2 separate regions of the Macaca mulatta genome follow, and region 2 is linked to region 1. A link is a contact called in public Hi-C data. All regions are on one chromosome and are shown on one strand. The core of a region is the stretch at or near the end of the contact, and the rest is flanking DNA. Distances in the headings are between cores, read along the strand shown.

Evidence for each region. A called contact is a pair of places that touch in the nucleus more often than the background predicts.
Region 2: a Hi-C map of fetal cortex germinal zone shows a contact between it and region 1, with 2.5 times the contacts expected there. The contact joins the promoter of ESCO1 here to the promoter of MIB1 in region 1. A contact is called at or near these places in 2 of 14 Hi-C or Micro-C datasets (CD4 T cells and fetal cortex germinal zone).

Annotation. Positions count from the first base shown.
Region 1 is chr18:70,663,533-70,670,738 of T2T-MMU8v2.0, forward strand. MIB1 (MIB E3 ubiquitin protein ligase 1) reads right to left here and starts at 2,846. Exons shown (of 20, transcript XM_015121656.3): 1 at 1,820-2,846. The coding sequence starts at 2,048.
Region 2 is chr18:70,805,181-70,811,584 of T2T-MMU8v2.0, forward strand. It overlaps ESCO1 (establishment of sister chromatid cohesion N-acetyltransferase 1), which reads left to right and starts at 3,320. Exons shown (of 12, transcript XR_013408155.1): 1 at 3,320-3,609.

The sequences.
Region 1 (7,206 bases), core at 1,596-4,095:
CTGTCTCAAAAAAAAAAAAAAAGAGTAGGCAGAAATTAGGCCTCAAACACTGTTGCTGGCAGTGTCAACTCATAAAACGTCTTCAAAAAGCAATTAGTCAGTATCTACCAAAATGTTAAATATGTGCAATGTTTTGATTCAGCAATTCCACTTCTTCAGAAATACTCAGCACATATGCATAAGGATATATGTGCAAGGACCTATTCACTGCATCATTGTAAAGAAAACATGAAATAATAAAACGGCCATCGATAAACTCCTGGTTAGATAAATCACCGTATCCAATCACTGGAATACTATGCAGCCATGAAACAATGGAACAATCACCAATATAATTTAGTGAAAGAAACAAAAATGCAGAGGAGTGAATATAGTTATCATTTGTACTTAAAAGGGGATTAGATTTATAGTATAGTCACACACATGCTTGCCATGCAATAGAGTATTCTGTAAGACTACACAAAAAACTGATAACAATGGCTGCCCCTTTTTGGGCTGTTGAATCTTTTCATTTTCTTCTGGTCATGTACATACACTCTTTTTAATATTCAGAAAGCTATCTAAAGCCTGACCTTGTGGCTGACTCCTGTAATGCCAGCATTTTGGGTGGCTAAGATGGGAGGGCTGCTTGAGGTCAGGAGTTCAAGACCAGCCCAAGAAATAAAGCGAGACAACTGTCGCTTTAAAAAAAAATTTTTTTTTAATAATTGTTTTTAAAAAACTGGCTAAGGAATACAATTTGTTGAATTAGCTGTTCAAAAATTGAGTTGGCTTGTGTTAAGTTCTTTATTGCTACTAATAATAACTATGAGCCCATTCCAAGATTTGTAAGGCCTTGCCAAACTCAATCAATGTCTTAGAAGCAGCTCATTTAGGAATACTGAAAAGTACCCAATTTTAAATGTGAACTATTTTCTACAGAATCAAGGATAAATAATACCAAAGATGAATCTATATGAAAATGAATTTGAAATTTATTTTGTGAAAGCAAGCCTTTGGTTTAATCATTTAGAAACTCTAGCGTCAATAACAGACCCCTAAAAGTCACTAATCAAGATTCACTAATCAAGGATCCTGACTCACTGCTAGGTGAATGGGTAAGATTCTGACATCACCTTACTGAGACGGATGTTAGTGTAACAAAAAATAAAATCAGGTGTCCCCTATGCCGATCTGCCACTTGGAAAAAGTATTTAACACAAAGAAATGGTTCAAGAGCTCAGGCTGGTTTTCCCTCTATTGATATAAAGATACAAAATAGAACAATATGGATGAAAAATCATTCCACAGAGTCCCAAGTAACATTTGGCTACTGAACTCCAAGTCATTCTGTGTCACAGGCGGTAAGAAAAAAGGCATCTCCACAAATCCGAGGTATGAACGGCCCCTCGGCAATTGTAAACGGTCAACTGAGCACCATATGGCAAGGCAAGCCTCCCTTCAGACAGTTATCACTTGGTGGCTGATTAATTTCAATGGCTTATTAGATAGGCCTCTCCAGACTCCTTCCCAAGAGGAGGAGTCGGGTTGGGGGAGCTGTGTCTGTTCTCTTCCCGGTGCTTTGTGTTTTCCAGGCTTGAAAGCATCCCGGTGATGGTGCTGCCATCATTTCCCTTGGGGGTAGGGGGTCTTTTCTGTAAGTTTTTGTTCACCCGTTCTGAACCTAGAATTCCCTTTGCGCTTTCCCTTTCCGCTCACTCCAGCCGGGCGCTGCCCACCAGGTGTCCCACCGCAGACCTCTCCCCGCGCCACCGACGTCCACCGCAGCTCGACCCTTCCCCCCGCGCGCGCAGGCCCGGGCCAGGTGGCCGCGGCTTACCGGTGGGCGCGCTGTCCAGGATGCGGAGGTCGTAAGCCCCGGAGCAGCGGTAGTTGGCAGCGGTGCCGTTGTCCCACACTACCACCACCTCCTCGGGGCTCTCGAAGCTCCGGACGGTGCCCACATGGCCCTCGCCGCCGTCCTGCTTCCCCCACTTCCAGTCCGGGCCGCGCACTACCCGAGCGCCAACCCCTTCCACCATCACCCGGTTATTCCGGGAGTTACTCATCGGGGCCCGGGCGGTGGGCTCCGCCGCTGCCGCCGCCGCCGCCGCTGCCGCCGGGGGGCCCGTGAGGGAGTTGGGCCCGGGCCGGACTCTCGGCGCCGGCGGGGGCGGCAGCGAGCCCCGGGGGACGTGGGAATAACTCACGGAGGCGGCGGCGCGGTCCCCGCGGAGCCCAAAGCCGCTGCCCAGCCGTCGCCGCCGCGCCCCCCGCTCGGACTGGAGGGCGGCCCGCGGCTGCTCGGAGGCGGCGGCTGCTAGCGGGCGGAGGGGAGGGGGCCGTGGGCGGGGACTCTCCCGCTTCCTCCGGGCTCCCCGGCCAGGCTACAGCGACGGCCGCCAGGAAACCACGCTCTCCCCCGGCCGGGAGCGCGAGGAGCGCAGGGGGCCGGGGGAGGTTAGCCCGGGGGGGGCGGCGAGGGCGGCGGGGAGCAAGCTTAACTGCCGGCCTTTCTGCGACCCCGGGCCCTGGCTCCGGGGAGGGAGCCCGAGCGCCGGCGCCGCCTCCTCCCCCGTGGGCAGCGGTGGTACCTCCCGGCGTCCGGCGAGGGCCCGGGCCCTCTGGCCCCCTTCTCTCTGCCCCCGCACCAACCGCCGCGCTCCGCCCCGCCACAGAGTCCCAGCCCGGCGAGAGCGGCTCCACATCCGGGTACCGCCGTACCCACGGCCGGAGCGGCACCTTCTCAGAGCGTCTAGGAGGGGGATCCTCGGCAATAATACAGTGGGAAGGGTTTCGGGGAGCCGCGCGATCGCGGGAAGAAAGGAGGAGAAAACCGATCCCTAAGCGGCACTCCAGGGTCCAATGAGAATGCGCATGCGCGCGGTCTAGAAAAAGGGCGGATGGGAAGCCCAACCCCAGCCTCCGGCGATGGAGGGGCGGATCCCTGGAGTTGCCGCCCGATGGTGCCGCGCGCCCAATGAGCTGTGAGGAAAGCAGTTGGGCCGTCCTGGAGGCGGGGCTGGAGAAAGTGAGGGTAGGGAGGCTACCCCGGCTGCCGAAATTGGACGGCTGTGATGTGGCCAGTTTTTCACTGACTGCTAGTTTTCCTAGGCGAACTAAGTGTGAATAGGGGATTCCATATTCTTTTAGTCTTCTTTTTTAACGAAGGCAGAAATACATCCACCGATTCAGGGCGACCTGTATTTGTGTGGGTGTAAATTGAAAACATTTAGGCCGGGCGCGGTGGCTCAAGCCTGTAATCCCAGCACTTTGGGAGGCCGAGGCGGGCGGATCACAAGGTCAGGAGATCGAGACCACAGTGAAACCCCGTCTCTACTAAAAATACAAAAAATTAGCCGGGCGCGGTGGCGGGCGCCTGTAGTCCTAGCTACTCAGGAGGCTGAGGCAGGAGAATGGCGTGAACCCAGGAGGCGGAGCTTGCAGTGAGCCGAGATCGCGCCACTGCACTCCAGCCTGGGCAACAGCGTGAGACTCCGTCTCAAAAAAAAAAAAAAAAAAAAAAAAAAAGAAAACATTTAAAACCAGACAGAGCAGGTGGTTAGTAGTGTGTTTTTAAGCTGAACAGCATGGTATGGAATGTTGTGAGCCATGGTAAAACCTTTTAGAAGGTGTGTCTTGCGTTTATGCACAAGTAGGGTGGTAGGTAGACTCATTAATAATTGCCTCCACTCACGAAAAAATTTAGTCCCTAATTACAAAATACAACCTTCAAAGGAAGATTCGAGGATTATAAACGAAGTTTCTGGTTGCCATTATTCAAATGACATTATGCTGCGTAGGGTTTAAAACCGTTGTTTCCACAGGCCAGCACTGTTGGCACTGTCAACATGCATTGTTAGCATAAACTGTTGCTTTTCCTGATAGTCAAGAGGAAACTCTAACAGAATGGATAATCAAGGGGAAAGACAAGAGAAGTGATGTAAAATGTACCCAAGGAATTATTATGTACTGAAATAAAATGTTTTTTGGTTTGGTTTTTTTTTTTTTTTTTTTTTTTTTTTTGCTTTGTTTTTGAGGCAGAGTCTCGCTCTGTCATCCAGGCTGGACTGCAGTGGCGCCATCTCGGTTCACTGCAACCTCCTCCTCCTGCGTTCAAGGGATCCTCCCACCTCAGCCTCCTGAGTAGCTGGGACCTCAGGAACGCTCAACCACGCCCAGCTAATATTTTGTATTTTTGGCAGAGGCGAGCAGGGGGCAGCCGGGGAGCTTTTTGGGGCGTGGATCTCACTATTTTCCCTGGCCGGACTGACTGGTGTCGAACTCCTGAGCTCAAGCAATCCTCCCACCTCAGTCTCCCAAAGTGTTTATCCCAGGGATAAAGCAGACTTGATCGTGGTGGATAAGCTTTTTGATGTGCTGCTGGCTTCTGTTTGTTAGTATTTTATAGAGGATTTTCGCGTCGATGTTCATCAGGAATATTGGCCTGAAATTTTCTTTTTTTGATGTGTCTCTGCCAGGTTTTGGTATTAGGATGATGCTGGCCTCCTAAAATGAGTCTTACGAAGGAGGGAGGATTCTCTCTCTTTCTATTGTTTGGAATAGTTTCAGAAAGAACAATACCAGCTCCTCTTTGTACCTCTGGTAGAATTCGGCTGTGAATCCGTCTGGTCCTGGACTTTTTGTGGTTGTTAGGCTATTAATTATTGCCTCAGTTTCAGAACTTGTTATTGGTCTGTTTAGGGATTCCACTTCTTCCTGGTTTAGTGTTGGGAGGGTGTATGTGTCCAGGAATTTATCCATTTCTTCTAGATTTTCTAGTTTATTTGCGTAGAGGTGTTTATAGTATTCTGTGATGGTAGTTTGTATTTCTGTGGGATTGGTGGTGATATACCCTTTATCATTTTTTATTGTGTCTATTTGATTCTTCTCTCTTTTCTTCTTTATTAGCCTGGCTAGTGGTCTATCTACATAGCTGATCTTTTCAAAAAACCAGCTCCTGGCTTCATTAATTTTTTTGAAGGGTTTTTTATGTCTCTATCTCCTTCAGTTCTGCGCTGATCTTAGTTATTTCTTGTCTTCTGCTAGCTTTTGAATTTGTTTGCTCTCACTTCTCTAGGTTTTTGTTTTGTTTTGTTTTGTTTTGAGATGGAGTATCACTCTGTCGCCCAGGCTGGACTGCAGTGGCGCTGTCTCGGCTCACTGCAAGCTCCGCCTCCTGGGTTCAGGCCATTCTCCTGCCTCAGCCTCCCGTGTAGCTGGAACCACAGGCGCCTACCACCACGCCTGGCTAATTTTTTGTATTTTCAGTGGAGACAGGGTTTCACCATGCTAGCCAGGATGGTCTCGATCTCCTGACTTTGTGATCCGCCCACCTCAGCCTCCCAAAGTGCTGGGATTACAGGTGTGAGCCACTGCAGCCTGCCTCTCTAGTTATTTTAATTGTGATGTTAGAATGTCGATTTTAGATCTTTCCTGCTTTCTCTATGGGCATTTAATGCTATAAATTTCCCTCTACACACTGCTTTAAATGAGTCCCAGAGATTCTGGTACATTGTGTCTTTCTTCTCATTGGTTTCAAAGAACATCTTTATTTCTGCCTTAATTTCCTTTTTTACCCAGTAGTCATTCAGGAACAGGTTGTTCAGTTTCCATGTGGTTGTGCGGTTTTAAGTGAGTTTCTTTTTTTTTTTTTTTTTTTTTTTTTTGAGACGGAGTCTCGCTCTGTCGCCCAGGCTGGAGTGCAGTGGCCGGATCTCAGCTCACTGCAAGCTCCGCCTTCCGGGTTTGCACCATTCTCCTGTCTCAGCCTCCCGAGTAGTTGGGACTACAGGCGCCCGCCACCTCGCCTGGCTATTTTTTTGTATTTTTTAGTAGAGACGGGGTTTCACTGCGTTAGCCAGGATGGTCTCGATCTCCTGACCTTGTGATCCACCCGTCTCGGCCTCCCAAAGTGCTGGGATTACAGGCTTGAGCCACCGTGCCCGGCCTTTAAGTGAGTTTCTTAATCCTGAGTTCTAATTTGATTGCACTGTGGTCTGAGAGACTGTTTGTTATGATTTCCATTCTTTTGCATTTGCTAAGGAGTGTTTTACTCCCAATGATGTGGAATAACCAGCTAGCCTTATAATGACAGGATCAATTCACATATAACAATATCAGAATTTTAGAATAAGTGCACTGTGGTGCTGAGAAGAATGTGTATTCTATTGATTTGGGGTGAAGAGTTCTGTAAATGTCTATTAGGTCTGCTTGGTCCAGAGCTGAGTTCCAGTCCTGGATATCCTTGTTAATTTTGTCTTGTTGATCTGTCTAATAGTGACATTGGGGTGTTAAAGTCTCCCACTATTATTGTGGGGAGTCTAAGTCTCTTTGTAGGTCTCTAAGAACTTGCTTTATGAATCTGGGTGCTCCTGTATAGGATGCATATATGTTTAGGATAGTTAGCTCTTCTTGTTGAATTGATCCCTTTACCATTATGTAATGCCCTTCTTTGTCATTTTGATCTTTGTTGGTTTAAAGTCTGTTTCATCAGAGACTAGGATTGCAACCCCTGATTTTTTTGCTTTCCATTTGCTTGATAAATATTCCTCCATCCCTTTATTTTGAGCCTACGTGTGTCTTTGCACATGAAATGGGTCTCCTAAATACAGCACACCGATGGGTCTTGACTCTTTATCCAGTTTGCCAGTCTGTGTCTTTTAATTGGGGCACTTAACCTGTTTACATTTAAGTTTAATATTGGTATGTGTGAATTTGATCCTGTTGTTATGATGCTAGCTGGTTATTTTGCCCATTAGTTGATACAGTTTCTTCATAGCGTCCATGGTCTTTACATTTTGGTATGTTTTTGCAGTGGCTGGTACCGGTTGTTCCTTCCCATGTTTAGCGCTTCCTTCAGGAGCTCTTGTAAGGTAGGCCTGGTGGTGACAAAATCTCTTGGCATTTCCTTGTCTGAAAATGATTTTATTTCTCCTTCGCTTATGAAGCTTAGTTTGGCTGGATATGAAATTCTGGGTTGAAAATTCTTTTCTTTAAGAATGTTGAATATTGGCCCACACTCTCTTCTGGCTTGTAGGGTTTTTGCCAAGAGATCCACTGTTAGTTTAATGGGCTTCCCTTTTTGGGTATCCCAACCTTTCTCTCTGGCTGCCCTTAACATTTTTTCTTTCATTTCAACCTTGGTGAATCTGATGATTGTGTCTTGGGATTGCTCTTCTCAAGGAGTATCTTTGTGGTGTTCTCTGCATTTCCTGAATTTGAATG
Region 2 (6,404 bases), core at 2,070-4,569, 140 kb after region 1:
ATTATCTTGAAGGCCCTTCCTACTTTGGGCTGATAAAAGAAAATAACTTGTATTTGATGAATCAGAGTTTTTAAACTTTATCAAGCCCAGAGAAACATTAAAATAAGACACATGTCTCATTCATCTATTGAAACTGTTTGTAGCCGGGCCTGGTGGCTCACACCTGTAATCCCAGCACTTTGGGAGGCCAAGATGGGTGGCTCCCTTGAGCTCAGAAGTCCAAGACCAGCCTGGATAATATGTTGAGACCCCATGTTTCTACTAAAAATCCGAAAAAATAAAATAAAATAACATAGCTGGGCATGGTGATGCACGCCTATTGTCCCAGCTACTCAGGAGGCTGAGGTGGGGAGAGGCTGCAGTGAGCTGAGATGGTGCCACTGCACTCCAACCTGGGCGACAGAGCCAGACCCTGTCACACACAAAACTGTTCGCTATTATTACAAGTAGCTATAAATTACCTACTAATGCCACACCAGACACTAAACCCCATACTCTGTAGCTTAACAATGCCTAGTCAATCACTATTTATTTCTGTAAGCCAATGATAATTCTTGAAAAACAACTTTCTATCAGCTCACTCCCTGTCCAGGTGTTTTGCCTTTAAAAACCTGCTTGTAACAAAGGCCAAAAGGAGCTCATATTCAAGTTTACTTGTGGCTGAGTCTTCTGGGCAGCTGTCCTCACTTTGGCTCAAGTAAACTCTTTAAATCACATTTTGTGCTTCAGCCTCTTCCTTTTAGATTGACAGGGGCCTGCCTACTTCTTAAGCTATCCCCTTTCCCCTCAATAGTATAATATTTGGGGCTGGGCGTGGTGGCTCACACCTGTAATCCCAGCCCTTTGGGAGGCTGAGGCAGACAGATCACGGGAGGTCAGGAGTTTGAGACCAGCCTGGACAACATGGTGAAACCCTGTCTCTACCAAAAACACAAAAAATTAGCTGCATGTGGTGGTGGGTGCCTGTAGTCCCAGCTACTCGGGAGGCTAAGGCAGAAGAATCGCTTGCACCCAGGAGGTGGAGGTTCCAGTGAGCCAAGATCGCACCACTGCACTCCAGCCTGGGTGACAGAGTGTAACTCCATCTCAAAAAAAAAAAAAAAAAGAAAAACAAAAATGGAGTTCTTGCAATTCATCAAGCTTACTCCCTCTCCAGCCTTTCGTACATGTAGTTCTTAATCTGGCTAATGCCTACTCATCGCCTCTCAAGTATGTGGGGCCAGCATTATTATTTGTATGGTAGTGACGTGTCTCCCAGATGGCAAATTGAAGTGTCATCGTCCGTTGATTTATCCTAAATTGCTATACTTTTTCTTTATTTTCTAGCTCAAACATTTTTTAGGATTTTTACTTTCTCATAGTATAAAACCATCAAGAGTCCTGAAATAAAGTCAACAAGAGTGGGGCAACAAATAATGCCTTAATTTCCTGCTAGCAGGAGGATTAATCTGAAAGTGAGATTGTCCTGTCCTCTGTGATTTGGCAGAGGTTTTATCTGTTGCAAGCATTTAGACTGGTCACGAGAAAGAAAAGGAACAAGGAAATGGGAAAATAATACATGGAGCAATGCAACCATTCCATTATCAGTTTTCAGAAGTAGATGTCCTACTGATAAGCAAAGGCAGAAAAGTATATACTGCAATTTAGAGTCAGCAAGGAAACAACCAATTTAAACAAGTCCGGGAAATTACATTAATGGTTTTGAGTTCAGCAGGAGAATGTGGCCTTGTAATTCTTGCTGTAGGGGGTGTTAAAAAGACCTTCACCACTTATGTAACTATAATGTTGAGCACCATGATGTGTCATCTGGGTTATAGCATTTATTTCTAGCACTGGTACACAGCAAAGTTGAAACAAAGATCTCCCCAGGACCTTCTTGGGAGCTCTCAGGAATGGGGGCCACTCTTTTCACTGAAACCAGTTGGCTGTGAACTTATGTAATTTCTGCTGAGTTGTCAGGAAAGCATATTTGAGAATGAAACTAATGCAGATGAAAGAAGAGCTGGGCATTGTAGAGTGTCCTGCTGACATCATCTGACATCCTCAAGTTTTAGGATGAGCTGAGGTCAGCTGCTCCATCGCTCCTGGTTATGGTAGCAATATATATTTTTCTTTTTTTTAATGTTGCTTACATGAGTTTGAGCTGGATTTCAGTCATTTTCTAACTAAAGAGACCTGACTAACATTTTGTTTGGATTATCAAACACTATTTTTCTAAGTTGAATGTCTTCCTCCAATTATCTGAAAAAAATAATTTCTTGGTAGTCTCAGACCCTCTTTGAACTAAAACTTGTGATTCTTTCTTTTTTTTTTTTTTTTTTTTTGAGACGGAGTCTCGCTCTGTCGCCCAGGCTGGAGTGCAGTGGCGCTATCTCGGCTCACCGCAAGCTCCGCCTCCCGGGTTTACGCCATTCTCCTGCCTCAGCCTCCCGAGTAGCTGGGACTACAGGCGCCCGCCACCTCGCCCGGCTAATTTTTTTGTATTTTTAGTAGAGACGGGGTTTCATTGTGTTAGCCAGGATGGTCTCGATCTCCTGACCTCGTGATCCGCCCGTCTCGGCCTCCCAAAGTGCTGGGATTACAGGCTTGAGCCACCGCGCCCGGCCGAGAATCCCCCAATTCTCCCGAGTAGCTCGGATTACAGGCGCACGCCACACCGCCCGGCTAATTTTTGTATTTCTAGTAGAGACGGGGTTTCACCATGTTGGTCAGGCTGGTCTCGAACTTCTGACCTCAAATGATCCACCCGCCTCTGCCTCCCAAAGTGCTGGGATTACAGGCGTGAACCACCGCGCCCGGCCCCACCCTCCTTCTTTACATTGGCTCATATGGAAGACCAAAGGCACTTGGATTGTACGTCGCAGACAGAAGCAGCCAAAACCTACATAGCAACCAGTTGCGACAAATTTCCAAGGTAAACCACGGCCGCAGGGGGCCTCGGTGGTTTTCAGCTCAAAGCGATGACCCCAGGAAGGACAAGCGGCCGCCGCTAGGGGGCGCCGCCACTTCCCCGCCAGGCGACCACCCGCGGAGGCGCGCGCGCGAGGCCTCCCACCGCGCCTGCGCTGAGGATGGACACTAGCTCGCCTTTCCCCGACGCCCAGCCGTCCGGGCCGGGGTGAAAAACTGCGTGACACGCAGCGAGCGTGGCGGCCATCTTCGTCTTCTGGGCACGTCAGCTGAGCCGGTTAGGGCTGAAGAGAAGCGTTGCGCAAGCGCACCCAACACAGTCACAGGTAACTCCCATCTGACGAGCGAGGCGTCGCCGTCGTCGCCGGAAGTTTGGTGTTTGCGCCGCGGGGGAGGCGGCGGCCGCAGCAGTAGCAGCTGAGTGTCTCCTGATACCCGGATGTGAGGCGATCCGCTGGCTCTGGTCTGACCCTCCGCCAGGCGAAAGGAAGGTACGCGAGCGTCCCTGACGGTCCCCGCCGCCTGCGTCCTCACCACCCTTTTGCCAGCCTCTCCAGGGAGCGGACGGTTCTCCCTCTTCCTGTTCCACCCTCGGTGGCGTGTTGCCTCGCACGCCGATTCCTACTGCTTCGGTCCCAGCTCTTCGCGCCCCTGAGAGGGAGGCGGGAGGCTCTGGGCTCCGAGACGCCGTCGCCTGAGGTAGGCAGCTAACCTGCTCGCGCGGCCGAGCACCACCTGCCGCTGCTTGCTGAGCGGTCGGAGTTCATAAGGGTGGTGACCGCGGACGGGGCAGGGTCGGAGTTCCTAGCACGGCCGCGAGGGCTCCGGGAGCCCCGAGGTGGCGTGCAGCCATTGCTAGCACCGGGGTGGCGCCGGCGCTGGTCCCGCAGGTAGCCCCGAGCCCCGTCTCCGCCCCCAGCGTCTTCTCTTCCCAGCGCTTCCCCCGAGCCAGTCGCTCGCTCTCCCCCGCCGCAACTCGCTGACCCGGCCTGAGCCTGGAGGCCTCTACAGTCTGCGGGGTGCGATGTGGGGTCCTGGTTTTACAGCCTTGAGCTTGGAAGGGGAGCGGGCCCAAGGTCATCGAGTAACTTGGGCTGGAGATGGGGGTCTCGGCACAGGTAGGGCGGCTCTGTAGTAGAAATGAGTGCATTGAGGGCCGCAGTGAAGTTGATAGCGATGGAGAGAGGCGAGCCAAAGAGAATTGGGTCCTCGATTTTTATCACGGTTCGAGATTATTTTAATATGGGGGTTTATTTTGCACAGGCAGAATGGGATAGCAAGTCCAACAATTATGAGACTACCTCCTCTCCCTCCGCCTCTCAATGACGCGTCCGGGGATCCGGCGTGTACTGTATTTCCCGGGGCGATGGGGAAGCAGCAGGGACCGGGGAGAGGGGAAGAAGGAGCTCAAGCTTTGCGATTTGAGAAGTGCTATGAACCATCTTTTCTGTAGTCTTAGCTGCAGTGAGATTCCTTTAAACAGGAATCGCAGCACACGGTATCTAAATATTATTACAAAATGATATCTCAATAAATAACCTTCGCAGGAAACAAAAGCGCTACTTGGTGGCATAAGGTGTGGTTAGTCCCCCCGCCAACCTTTTTTTTTAAAAACTGGATAAAACTTGGATTTCAGTTGAAAACATCCAGGTTGCGGTGAACTATGCTAGATTCATTTTGTCTTCCGATCTAGTCCTTAGTTTCTGCTTTACACAGGACACCAACACTAATAAAGTTTTAAGTTATTTTATTTTGAGACGGGGTCTCGCTCTGTCGCCCATGCTGGATTGCAGTGGTGTAATCACGGCTCACTGCAGCCTTGACCTACCTCCCCGGCCTCAAGCAATCCTCACACCTCCGCCTCCCTGAGTGGCTGCGACTACAGGCGTGCGCCACTATGTTAGGCTAAGTTTTCTGTAGAGACGGAGTTTCGCCATGTTGCCCAGACTGGTCTCGAACTCCTGGGCTCAAGTGATAACCTGGGCCTCCAGAAGTGCTGGGATTACAGGCCTGAGCCACTATGCCTGGTGTGTGTGTGTTTTAATTGAAAAGCAAGAAATCTAATCAATGGAATTAGACATGGGAGTAGGATGAGAAGTGCTTTAAAAAGTACTTAATTTGGAAGCCGCAAATTGAAGCGTAGAGCATGTGAGGAAATGAGGAAACTAGGACTGTAATAGAGCCACTTTTTCCCTTTTAGGCAGAATGCCGGATATGACTGTTGGGTCAGATGTGTGACTTTGGAAGCACAATTCCAAAATTTGTCCTGGCTTATGAGCTAGAACTCTTTTGTCATTGCTAACTGTGGAAAATATGCTATTGTTTCACCTTTCTCAATCAATATTATAATCCTGTAGTGAACAAGTAGTTGTTTTTTTTTTTGAGATGGAGTCTCACTCTGTCGCCTGGGCTGGACGGCAGTAGTGAGATCTCGGCTCACTGCAATCTCCGCCTCCTGGGTTCAAGCGATTCTCCTGCCTCAGCCTCCCGAGTAGCTGGGATTACAGACAGGTGCCACCACGCCCGGCTAATTTTTTTTTTATTTTTAGTAGAGCTAGGGTTTCACCGTGTTGGCCAGGCTGGTCTCGAATTTCTGACCTCAGGTGATCCGCCCGCCTTGGCCTCCCAAAGTTCTGGGATTACAGGCGTGAGCCACCATGCCTGGCCAGGTAATTTTTAAAATGTCCGTCCCATACAAGGTGCTGGCATTTAAGTTGATGAATTGTGCTTCACAGAATAACTAAAAAAGTACCCTAATTAATGAATGCCATTAACTTCTTTTGCCAAATAGTCCTTTTTAGCTTGGTAATTTATTAGGCAGAGCTGATTGTATTTATTCTGTTAATGAAGGTGACCAGCGCTGCACAGTTCAGAATAATGGATTGTTTTTGTAATAGTTAAATACTTTTTCATGACTTTTTTTTTTTTTTTTGAGATGGAGTCTCACTCTGTTACCCAGGCTGGAGTGCAGTGGCGCGATCTCGGCTCACTGCAAGCTCCGCCTCCGGAGTTCACACCATTCTCCTGCCTCAGCCTCCCGAGTAGCTGGGACTATAGGCGCCCGCCACCACGCCTGGCTAATTTTTTGTATTTAGTAGAGACGGGGTTTCACCGTGTTAGCCAGGATGGTCTCGATCTCCTGACCTTGTGATCCACCTGCCTCGGCCTCCCAAAGTGCTGGGATTACAGGCGTGAGCCACCGCGCCGGCCTACTTTTTCATGACTTTTATTGGCAGATTTTTGTTCCACATAGAGTTCTTGGAATACCTTCTATTGAAGGTGATTAAAATTTAGGTACCAGAAACCAACTCCAGTAAAATTGTTACTGTAGATAATTAACTTAAGGACTGTATTACCCCTTTTGTAACCCTGACTTTCATATTTTTCTGTGGATCATTCAATGGAAATTCTTTGGTTCTGTTTTTTCTGTATAAGTTCTGTATTATAGCTGTATTATAATACTGTAGTTACTTGGCCGGGTGCGGTGGCTCATG